Regions from separate parts of the Mus musculus genome. Here region 1 is linked to region 2. Evidence: chromatin contacts called from public HiChIP or PLAC-seq data. All regions are on one chromosome and are shown on one strand. Each heading gives the region's core, a stretch centred on a gene start, on an enhancer-like site or on the middle of the called end of the contact. The rest is flanking DNA. Distances are from core to core; before and after follow the strand shown.

Region 1 (4,776 bases), core at 1,588-4,087, 110 kb after region 2:
AGAGACTCTCAGATCTGAGTAGTATGATCCTGTGCTATGAATGTAACACTGCATTAGAGCCAGTATTTTCATGAAAAAATTAGGGGAAAAACCATATCCAAATGTTATTTCTTAGTTAAAAGTTCATACTTCAGGAAGTTTCTTGATTAGGCTTCCCGCCTCAGGGAGGGGTTGTTTCAGAAGAGATCCAACACTAACACTATTAATGTAAAGTTGTCACCACAGGGTATTTATAAAGAGGCTGTATGGCCAGCTGGTCTACCTGGGGCCATTCATCATCTCTGATCCACTTCCTGATCCTGTTGGGTGAGTGTGTGTGTGTGTATGTGTGATTTTATTTCTGCATCTAATGTTTCTGCTCCATTTTCCCTCTAATATTATTCTGAAGGTCCCTTGGGTTTTATGTTTTTCAGTTTTACTGTTACTAAACTGCTCTTTGACTATTCTTTGAAGACAATAAAAGTCACTTAAGTAGAAACCTAAGCTGATACATACTGAATTTTTAAAACCAAAGGTAAAATAATTCACCTTGTAAATGTTGACCCGAGAAGAAAAGTATTTTTGGACTGCACTGAGTTCAAATTCACAGTTATTTCTGTATCAAGTTAAAAGGGTGTGTGTGTGTGTGTGTGTGTGTGTGTGTGTGTGTGTGTGTGTGTGTGTGTGTGTTTTCTTACCAAAATCATCCTGGCAATCACTAGGCTATAGGTCACTCAAAGGTAATGCTCTTACCTCTTTCATCTTTGAGTCCAGAATTTCCCAGTATTTTGTAGGCACTCAAAATATTAGAAAAGAACATGTTCTGGGTTTAGAGTATATCCTTGTGCGTTTAAGCATCTTTTCACTGTGGCCTGATGGCCACAGATTTTAGACAATTTGCAGCACATACTTTTCTCTACATGGCTTTGCTTCCCTTCACTCTCCTTACCCGTCATGTTTTGTTTTGCTTTTGAATCTACCAGGTAAGGCTTATGGTAAGCAGAGTCTGGGAAGCCAATTTTGTTCTATTGTCAAGGGGTGATATAATGAGATCTTGAACCCTAACTAGGAGAGGTTAAAGGATGGAAAAATGTTCAGCTTTTTAAATTATGCCACCCAAGCCACACAGTGAAGTTTGAGCTTTGGTCCAACATAAACAGGCCAGGAAGGGAGTAGCACAGAAGCCTGCAGCCCTTCATCAGAGCCTGTAATCTGATGGGCTGTTAATATGTCATGTAGGAACACCTTGAAACAGCAGTTTGACTGTATCCCGGCCAACTAACACTGTAAGTGTTTGCTAGAGGCTGGACCTGTCTCCTCCTCTTTTCAGATGGCTCATTTTCTCCCCAATGGGTTAAAGCAAGGCATCAATCAAATGAGAACACTGGAAAAATGAAGAAAGGAGTTAAGTAACTGGATGAATTTTTCTACTATGATTCTAGTATGTGAGAAATAAGTTTGCATTTATTCTATGCCCCCTACTTGTGTGTGTGTATGTGTGTGTGTTGTATGTGTTAGTATGGATGTGTCACATGCATGTTTTTGTATATAGAAGTCAAAGGTGTAGGTTAATAGCAGATATTTATCCTTGATTTTTCTTCATATTTCTTTCTGAGACAGGGTCTTTAACTGAACCCAAAGCTCATTATTTAGCTAGACTTTCTGGCCAACGAGTTTCATGGACCACCTGTCTCCATTCCCTGCTCTAATTCTGAGGTTCCAGAAGATTATCACCATAGTTGGTACTTTACATGGGTTCAGGAGGTCTGAACTTAGGCTTGCACACGGATTCTACCCACTGCTCGCTCTATCTATCTATCTATCTATCTATCTATCTATCTATCTATCTATCTATCTATCTATCTATAGATAAGGTCTCTTGTTTAGGTCAAGCCCATGCTGGTCTTGACTAGCAATGTAGCTGAAGAGGACCTTGAATCTCTAATCCTCCTGCCTCTACCTTCTTAGTGCCAGGATCACAGGCACAGGAATTCATGCCCATTTTGATGCTGGTTATAGATAGAAATCAGGGCTTTGTGAATGGTATTGGTATCAGGAACTGGCTTTATGGTTACAGGTCACCTCCAAATCCAGAGATGGCAGTGATGTCACCCATAGGTGACAGAGACCGGTACATGTGTTGCCATGGCAATTGCCATACATTCCCACATTCCCAGCATCCATCTGGTTTACTTCCCACCTTTACCTACGAGCGGTTACATCACAGCCTAAATAAAAGGCAGATTCTCTTGATCTTCACTCTCTTTCCTCCTTTTGTCTCGTTTCCACTTTTTGTCCCCTTCCCCCACAATAAACCTCTTTTGCATGGAACTGTATTGGTTTGGTGTGGTCTGTGCAGACACGAGCTGTGGTTCTATCACAACACATGGCAGCTAAATACTCAACCAAGTGAGTGACTTCTACAGGTCCTCACATGGGACTTTGCTGAATTTTTTCACATCCATTCAGTTATTAACAGATGAAGAGACAAAAAAAAATAGCAGTTAGAGAGATGTTTTATAAAGGAGAACAACTAGTGATGTTTGAAAAATAGAGGTCCTGGAAATATTTACAGAAAAATTAAGTGGAACAAATGAGGTGGCTTTAAAATTGGGAGCTCTTTCTCTCATTTCTTGTTTTCCTCTTGTTTTATTCATTCAAAAATATTTATGAACATCTATTACATAAGACCAAATAAAGGCAGTGAAGGTCCCTACTCTCAGAGGGACATCAAACTACGAAGGCAATAGCAAGTAAATGACTAGCAGAAGCAACTGTGCTGCTTTAGATTGGGTGGCTGGGGAAGGGGATGACATTAAGTTGAGATATGATAGGCAAGAAGAGGCCAGCTTTTTATCACATTCCAAGCGTAGAACATTCCAGGCAAAGGAACAACTTGTACTTCAATGCATGTGTAGGAGTGGAGGGGACCCATAAAGAGCTTCCAAACATAGAAAGCCTGGTACAGTTAAGTTGCTGATAAGGACTGACACTAGTTACTATTTCCCCGTTTCTCTCACACACACACCATCTCTAATTCTTGTATATGCAGCAAAAAACCAATTCTATACTTAAAACAGTTACCGACTATATGAAGACATAAATTTAGTCTTAAAATACTGGCTACCGTACTGTTGTAGTTTCATTTGGTTTCTGGGACAAACATCATGTGCAGAAACAAGTTAGGAGATGAACAGGTTTATTTTAGCTGACAGGCCATAATTCATCACTGAGGGAAGTTAGGACTGGAACTCAAGCAGGAACATGAACCAGAAACGATGGAAAGCTACTTGCTGGCTTCTCAGGCTTATGCTTAGCTAGTTTTCCTTTACACCAAGGACCAGTTGCCCAGGGAAGTATCACCCAAAGCGGGCTAGGCCCTCCTACATCAATTAGCAATCAAGATAATTTCTCACAGACACACTGCTAGGCTGGTCTAATCCAGGCAATGTCTCTCTAAAATTAATCTTAGCTATGTTAAGTTGATGGTTAAGTCCAACTAGGATATGTGCTGTGAAAGAATTTTTACGGTATATCTCTCCCTTGAGACAAGTTTTTCAGAAACAATGGAGTATCTAAAGGTGGGTAGAGATAAAGACAAAATTTTATATTACTGCAAAAGTGGTAAATATAATTACATAAAAGACTGATTCAACCAGAATTCATTTTTACTTCAACACAGGAAATAGTAGTCCTATTTTCATTTTTTGTTTTAGAGACTAGAGAAAGAATAGGAGCAAAGAGAACGGTTGAACTAACATGGAAAAATGTTTTCAATCACTTCATATCAACAGTCACGGACTTTTATGGACATGTGTGTATTTTTGGCACTCCATTGGAAAGTAAGCTTTTTATTTGCTGACCTGCTTGTTTCTGGGTGTAAGCATCATTCTTCATTAACCCCCCACTGCCTTTGATTTCTCATGTTGCTGGCTGTATACGTTTTGATTGTACCTTCTGTCCACAAGGAAGAAGAGGAAGACAGAAGAGGAGGGAAATAGATGGGGCTTGGAAATGGCACACTGTGATTTCTGCATTGATTGGTTGATTTAGGAGTTAAGCTCAGGAACACACATGATTGGCCATTCCTTGATCCTCTGCCATACCTGCTGAGTCTGCTACTCACAAATTTCATACGGATATCAGGCACAACTACACCTTTGAAAGATAATTTTTAAAAAAATACTGAGTCTCTGCAATTTGATGCTACAGGCATTGTTTGTAGAGAAAAGACCCAGTAATAGACTTATTTGGTATGAAGCTAGAATGAAACAAATAGTCACTAAGATGACTTTATGGTCCTTTCTCCATGCTTGCCTCTGAGAAGATACCATTTAAGCAAATTATGTCATCACCTTTGAAACTTGTTCTTGTGCTACTCAACCTTTTAATAACTACAGAATTATTATTTGTGTTTTGTTTTGTTTTGTTTTTGTAGATAAGGCCCCATCATACTGGCGAGCACAGCCATAGAGCTGAAAGCTAAGCTGAAGCACTGCTGAAATGCCTGAGATAAGGAAGGGTGTAAATGCCGGCAAACTAGTCCTCCTGTTTACTCTCCTGTGATTTATACCCAATTTATGAGGACCATTAGAGGAGAAACACTCCACCAGACCAAGAACACAGTCAAGACCTCCTCATTAAACACATCTGCCCTTCCCCAAAGAAGTAAGTGGTCTCTGCTTCAGTAAAGGTACTACAAATACAGAATTAAAATGCAAACATGAAGCAAGTCAGTAGTAGCAATTAATTTTATGGCTGATACTCTAAGACTGTAAATCTCTTTTTATGAATGCC
Region 2 (4,787 bases), core at 540-3,039:
CAAGAGAACTGAAGTGCCAGGCTGGCTCAGCATGATTTTGTTTGCTGGATGACAGCTACTTGTTAGTTGTTACTGATGTTAACTGCGTGCTTGTCAGATGAGGGTAAGAGGGGTTTCTGAGGCTCTAACTTCAAGGGGCTCTGATAAGTTATGCATTAAAGTGCTGGGGTGGGTTTTCCAACAAAAACAAATGTGTAGGGGAGCAAGAAAATGAACTCACAAGAGACTGAACTGGCACCCCAACCTACCAACTGACTTTATTTTTGCCTCTTTCATTCATTTTACATATGTAGGTCACTTCTGATTTATTGGAGAGAGAGATTGATTGCTTCTGAAGACAGAGAAAATAAAAGTCAGACTATGGGTTCACAGTCCCTAAACAAATACAGGTACAATGGGCAGGTTTCAGATAGCCAGGAAAGGAAGAGAGAGTCCACAGAGACACAGGCAGAGTGGGGCACGGTAGGATGTGACGCATCGGATGTAATCTGGCTGACAACGGCCTCTCTGTGCTTCAGTGACACATGGGCCAGATTCATTGACTCAGCGTTAGGTACACAGGGTCTGAGGACCCTTCCTATTAAGTGGGAGTCAGAAGTACCTGCGATTTCCCACATCATTCTGCTGCTCCCCAGTCAGACCCAGAAGACAGACTCAGACTAAGATGAGAAGTCACAGTGTAAGCAATTGTATGCCTCAAAAGGGGATGGGCTTTCCCAGCACCGGCCTGGGGTTTTCCAAGCTTTCCAACTATGCTGGGAATGTGAAGAATTGCCATCTTTAGAGGAACTTTGAAAGCAGTTTGAGGAGGGTAGGCTCAGACATACTATTAACCCACTTGAGAGACAAAGAACTGGGTTCTTCCTGGCTTAGCTTGTCTTGGGCAGTAAGAACGGAGAGAGAAAGTTGGTTCCCTACTTTCAGGAGCTGGGCTACAGAAGTCAGGCTTCCCTCACTGAAGTGGAAGACAAGCTCACCCCACTCAGGGTCTGGCGGATGGATGGTTTAACTCTCAGGAACCAGGCAAAATATGTCTCCTGGCTTTAGAGTCAGACACTGCTTTGCCTGTTTGTCATCAAATCCTTTGTTTCTTGGTACTCTGCAAGAATGAGGGAGGACCAGGGCTGGGGTGATGGCTCCCTGGGTATAGTGCTTGCTGTATAAGCATTAGGACTTCATTTGGAACACCTAGAACCCAGACAAAAACAAAAACAAAAACAAAAACAAAAACAAAAACAAAAAAAGCTGGGAGTAGCATGGTGCACTGGAAGAGGGAGACAGGCGGGTCCAGGGGACTCACTGGCCAGTTGGTCTAGTCAATTAGTAATCTCAAGATTCAGTGAGAGAGCCTCTCTCAAAAAATATGGTAGAAAGTGATAGAGGAAGAAGCAAAAGACAATCACAACCCCTGTCCTCTGTGTACCTGTGTACCTGCACCAGCATTTACATACATACACAGAAAATACACACCCTGAAAATTGCCACATGTCAAAATATTTACTCTCCCCCACTTTTTATTCCCTAACTAAGTCATCCAGAGCATACTACAGAGGACCTTCTGCAGCTCGAGTTGAAATGATGAAGAGAGTCTGATCCGGCATCTTTGAGAAGCCGATCGCAAACACTGCAAACACCGCAAACACCCCAAGCACGGGACCCAGGCTTGAATCTGAAAGCTGTCAGGTACACAATGGGCATGTGGCAGTCTGGAGCCCAGTTACAGCTCAGTTCTCCAAGGGGCAGTCTTATCTCTTCCTCTGATGTTATCACTTGCCAAGGAAAGCTCAGACAAAAGTCAACTGTTGCGCCCAGTTGGAATGTCACTGTGTTCAGGAATGTCCCAGTGGAACAGGGCTCATTTATATTCAGATGGGAGGTACCCTCTTGGTAAGAACGGGAGTCACTAAAAATTCTCACACCCTCCAGGAAAACTTGCCAAATAACTTCTTCCCAGCTCCATTAACAACACTTAGTGCTCTTCACGCGCCTTTTGAGCTATGCTCATTTGTGTCTGCTTGAACTTACACACTAATTATAAAAGGTGGCCCAGACCATGTATGTCTTGAATTGTCGATTTCTTTCTGAAATAAGAGCTCTAGGTACTTTTTGATCCTGGTGGGATAGGAAGACAAGTCCACCCAGAAAGCCGAGTCTGCTCCTCACTTGCAAAAGGCTTCCATTTAATAATTCTTTGGTATGAAATATGTCTTGCTAGTCCAAGCCTTTCCTTACTACTATTTAAGGCATAGCGTCAAAGTACATTCCAGATTCAAGGTCTAAATTCTAGCAATGCTTAGGTGCAGAATTCCAGCTAGCATGACTTGAGGTCATGACCAGTCACACCCTGACTTCCTGCTTTTGACGTTTCCTCCCTTCACATGCTGAGTGTCCTCTCATTTTCCTCAAATTAGTTTTGCATCCGTGGTTTCCAAAGGCTGTTGGAAAGCTGATCTATGCCTAAACTTGTGGGCCATTTTTTTTTTTTTTTTTTTTGGCCAGGTTGCAAGTCTGTGCCTAATAGCTCTTGACAGTAGCTCTAGTTTCTAGCTGTTGACAACCCAGATCAATGTGTTGCTCCCCACAGCTTACCCACAGTTCAGAGCCCTCAAGCACAGGCCCTAATACCAGTCAGAGTAGCTGGCTCCTGGCACAAAAATGAGCTTAGAGACTGTGTGGGGAGAATCTATCGGGTTTTTGGTCCCCCAACCCAACCCCAAGGATTTGCTTTACAGTCTCTTGCTTCTCTAGACTCCATTTCTTTGCAAGTAAAAGGAATCTTCAGGCTAAATTCTAGCTTGGAGATCCCGAGAAACTGGTGTAGCAATGCGAGTAATAACCCGAGCTCGATGTGGTGGCTTACTCCTAAATTCTAGCACTCAGGGAGCCGAGGCAGGTGGATCTCTGGGACTTCTAGGCCAGAATGGTCTACACAGCAAGTTCCAGGCCAGCCAGGCTTACTTAGTAGCCCTTGTCTTGAAAACAGAACAAGAAAGAACCATCCTGAATAACACTGACTGGGAAGGATAGGCTCAAACTCACTTCTGCTAATTAAATATTCCTGGAACTTAGTTTCTTTCTGATAGTTTCCCTTTGAAAATAAAAGATTTATGTGTGCACATGTGTGCAATGTATATGTGGCATGTGTATGACCCATGGAAGCCAGCTCAGAGCATCAGATCCCTGGTGTTGCTGTTGTATGTAGCTGGGAATGAGCATATGGTTCTGGGAACTAGCCTCAGGCTCTCTGGAGGAGCAGCAAGCACGCAGCCACAGACCCAGCTCTCTAGTTCCCTTCCTGATATTTTTTCAATATGACTAAATAAAACACTCAGTGTTGGAAATTCAAGTGCAAAAATGAAAATTCTTTCCTAGAATTACCAGTCTTTACACAGTTCCACTTCTCTGGGAAATTTTTTTTCCAGAAATTTTGCTTTGCAACCATAAATACATGTAGTGCAGGTGCTTTTAAGGCTGGGTTTTACTTATTCAGAAAAACTGGGCCAAGCTTATGCTTATTTTCCTATGGACCTGTTCCCTTCAGCTAGTGCCTTCTTTCCAGTGATCACGGATGTACAGAGTGTGAGAAAAAAGCTCTCCATCTAACTTATGTCCTTGAACATCTCATGGGGAAAAACATAAAAATATGACTGTTGGTCAAAAGGCACATGGATATAAAATTTAATGGGTAAAGCCAAGTTTCCATAGTGACATGGTATATACCACATTTTTATCTGAAAAGGGAGGGAAAATGAGATAGATCTTCAGTCTCATTTCCAACTGAGTTTTCAACTTTATTAAGGTTTAAACCAGATGCCATAGTGTGAGCCTGTGGTCCCCATTATTCAGAGGCTAAGGAAGGAGGGCTGCTTGAGCCTAGGAACCTGAGGCTGATCTGAGCAACATTGTAAGACCCTCGACTCTTAAAAGAAAAGCTTAAGGGTCAGAGAGACAACTCATCAGGTAAAGTCACCTGACTCCATGCCTGCCTATCTCCTGACTTCTATGCCTACCTACATGGAAGAAGGAGAGGACCAACTCCAAGAAGTTATCCTCTGAATGGACACACAACACACACACACACACAGAGTTCATTTATGTAGAGCTTCCATTTTTTTATCAAATATTTGCCTTAATATGATTAAATTAGGAGGCAGAGGCAGGCAGATCTCTGTGCATTCAAGGCCAGCCTGGTCTACACAGAGTATTTCAGGATAGACAGTGCTACATAGAGAGATCCTGTCTCCAAAAAAATTAAGTTAATATTTTTTTTTGTGATACTACTTTTGAAAATACCTCTTGTTTTCAGTGTGGATAAAATGTATATACAGTTAAGACACTGGCATACTGGATACCAGTGGGAGAAGACACAGGTACCCTGGATGCCAGAAGCTCTATCTTCTTAAGATGGTGCTGTTGGGGTGTAGCTGTGAAGGTCACGGCCACATCTTGAGAGTCACAGCTTTCAAAATGTGCTATTAATTCTTGGAGATGATCTTACAGTTTGAAGACCATCACAACTTTCATCTGAGCAGGATTCTTTATGAGTTCAAATGAGACCCAGTCTGCACAATTACTACAAGAAGTCTTTCTGTCACAAGAGGCTCTTAAAAGGGTCATCTCACAAGCAAGGAGTCTAAGGTGTGTGTGTGTGGCAACTGCAGAAGTAAATTCACATCTTTCTCACAACGGAATTCTTGGTTGATCACATGTTGCTGGTTCTGACACTGATGGCTTGTGTTTATAATGATCACAGGATGCCTGGGATGCTTGAATTATCTTACCAAAGG

Evidence for each region. HiChIP or PLAC-seq counts read pairs in DNA pulled down with a chosen protein or histone mark.
Region 1: a contact with region 2 is called in an H3K27ac HiChIP or PLAC-seq map of heart atrium, with 5 times the contacts expected there. The contact joins two enhancer-like sites. A contact is called at or near these places in 1 of 15 datasets of contacts at CTCF or cohesin (the NIH/3T3 cell line), 1 of 484 Hi-C or Micro-C datasets (nephron progenitors) and 8 of 115 datasets of contacts at active chromatin or transcription factors (bone marrow-derived dendritic cells, embryonic fibroblasts, embryonic stem cells and 4 more).

Annotation. Positions count from the first base shown.
Region 1 is chr8:61,678,569-61,683,344 of GRCm38.p6, forward strand. All of the region lies in intron 10 of Palld (palladin, cytoskeletal associated protein), which reads right to left. It overlaps Gm51575 (a long non-coding RNA gene), which reads left to right. Exons shown (of 3, transcript XR_003947553.1): 3 at 4,418-4,776. Among named protein-coding and RNA genes, the nearest start is that of Gm51576, 4.6 kb to the right of the region's middle. Within about 2 kb of position 2,838, at least 9 of the 459 cell types and tissues checked have an H3K27ac peak or open chromatin away from gene starts, as enhancers often do. A contact at or near this core is called in heart atrium, where this site is marked.
Region 2 is chr8:61,572,947-61,577,733 of GRCm38.p6, forward strand. All of the region lies in intron 10 of Palld (palladin, cytoskeletal associated protein), which reads right to left. Among named protein-coding and RNA genes, the nearest start is that of Gm35254, 45 kb to the right of the region's middle. Within about 2 kb of position 1,790, at least 64 of the 459 cell types and tissues checked have an H3K27ac peak or open chromatin away from gene starts, as enhancers often do. A contact at or near this core is called in heart atrium, where this site is marked.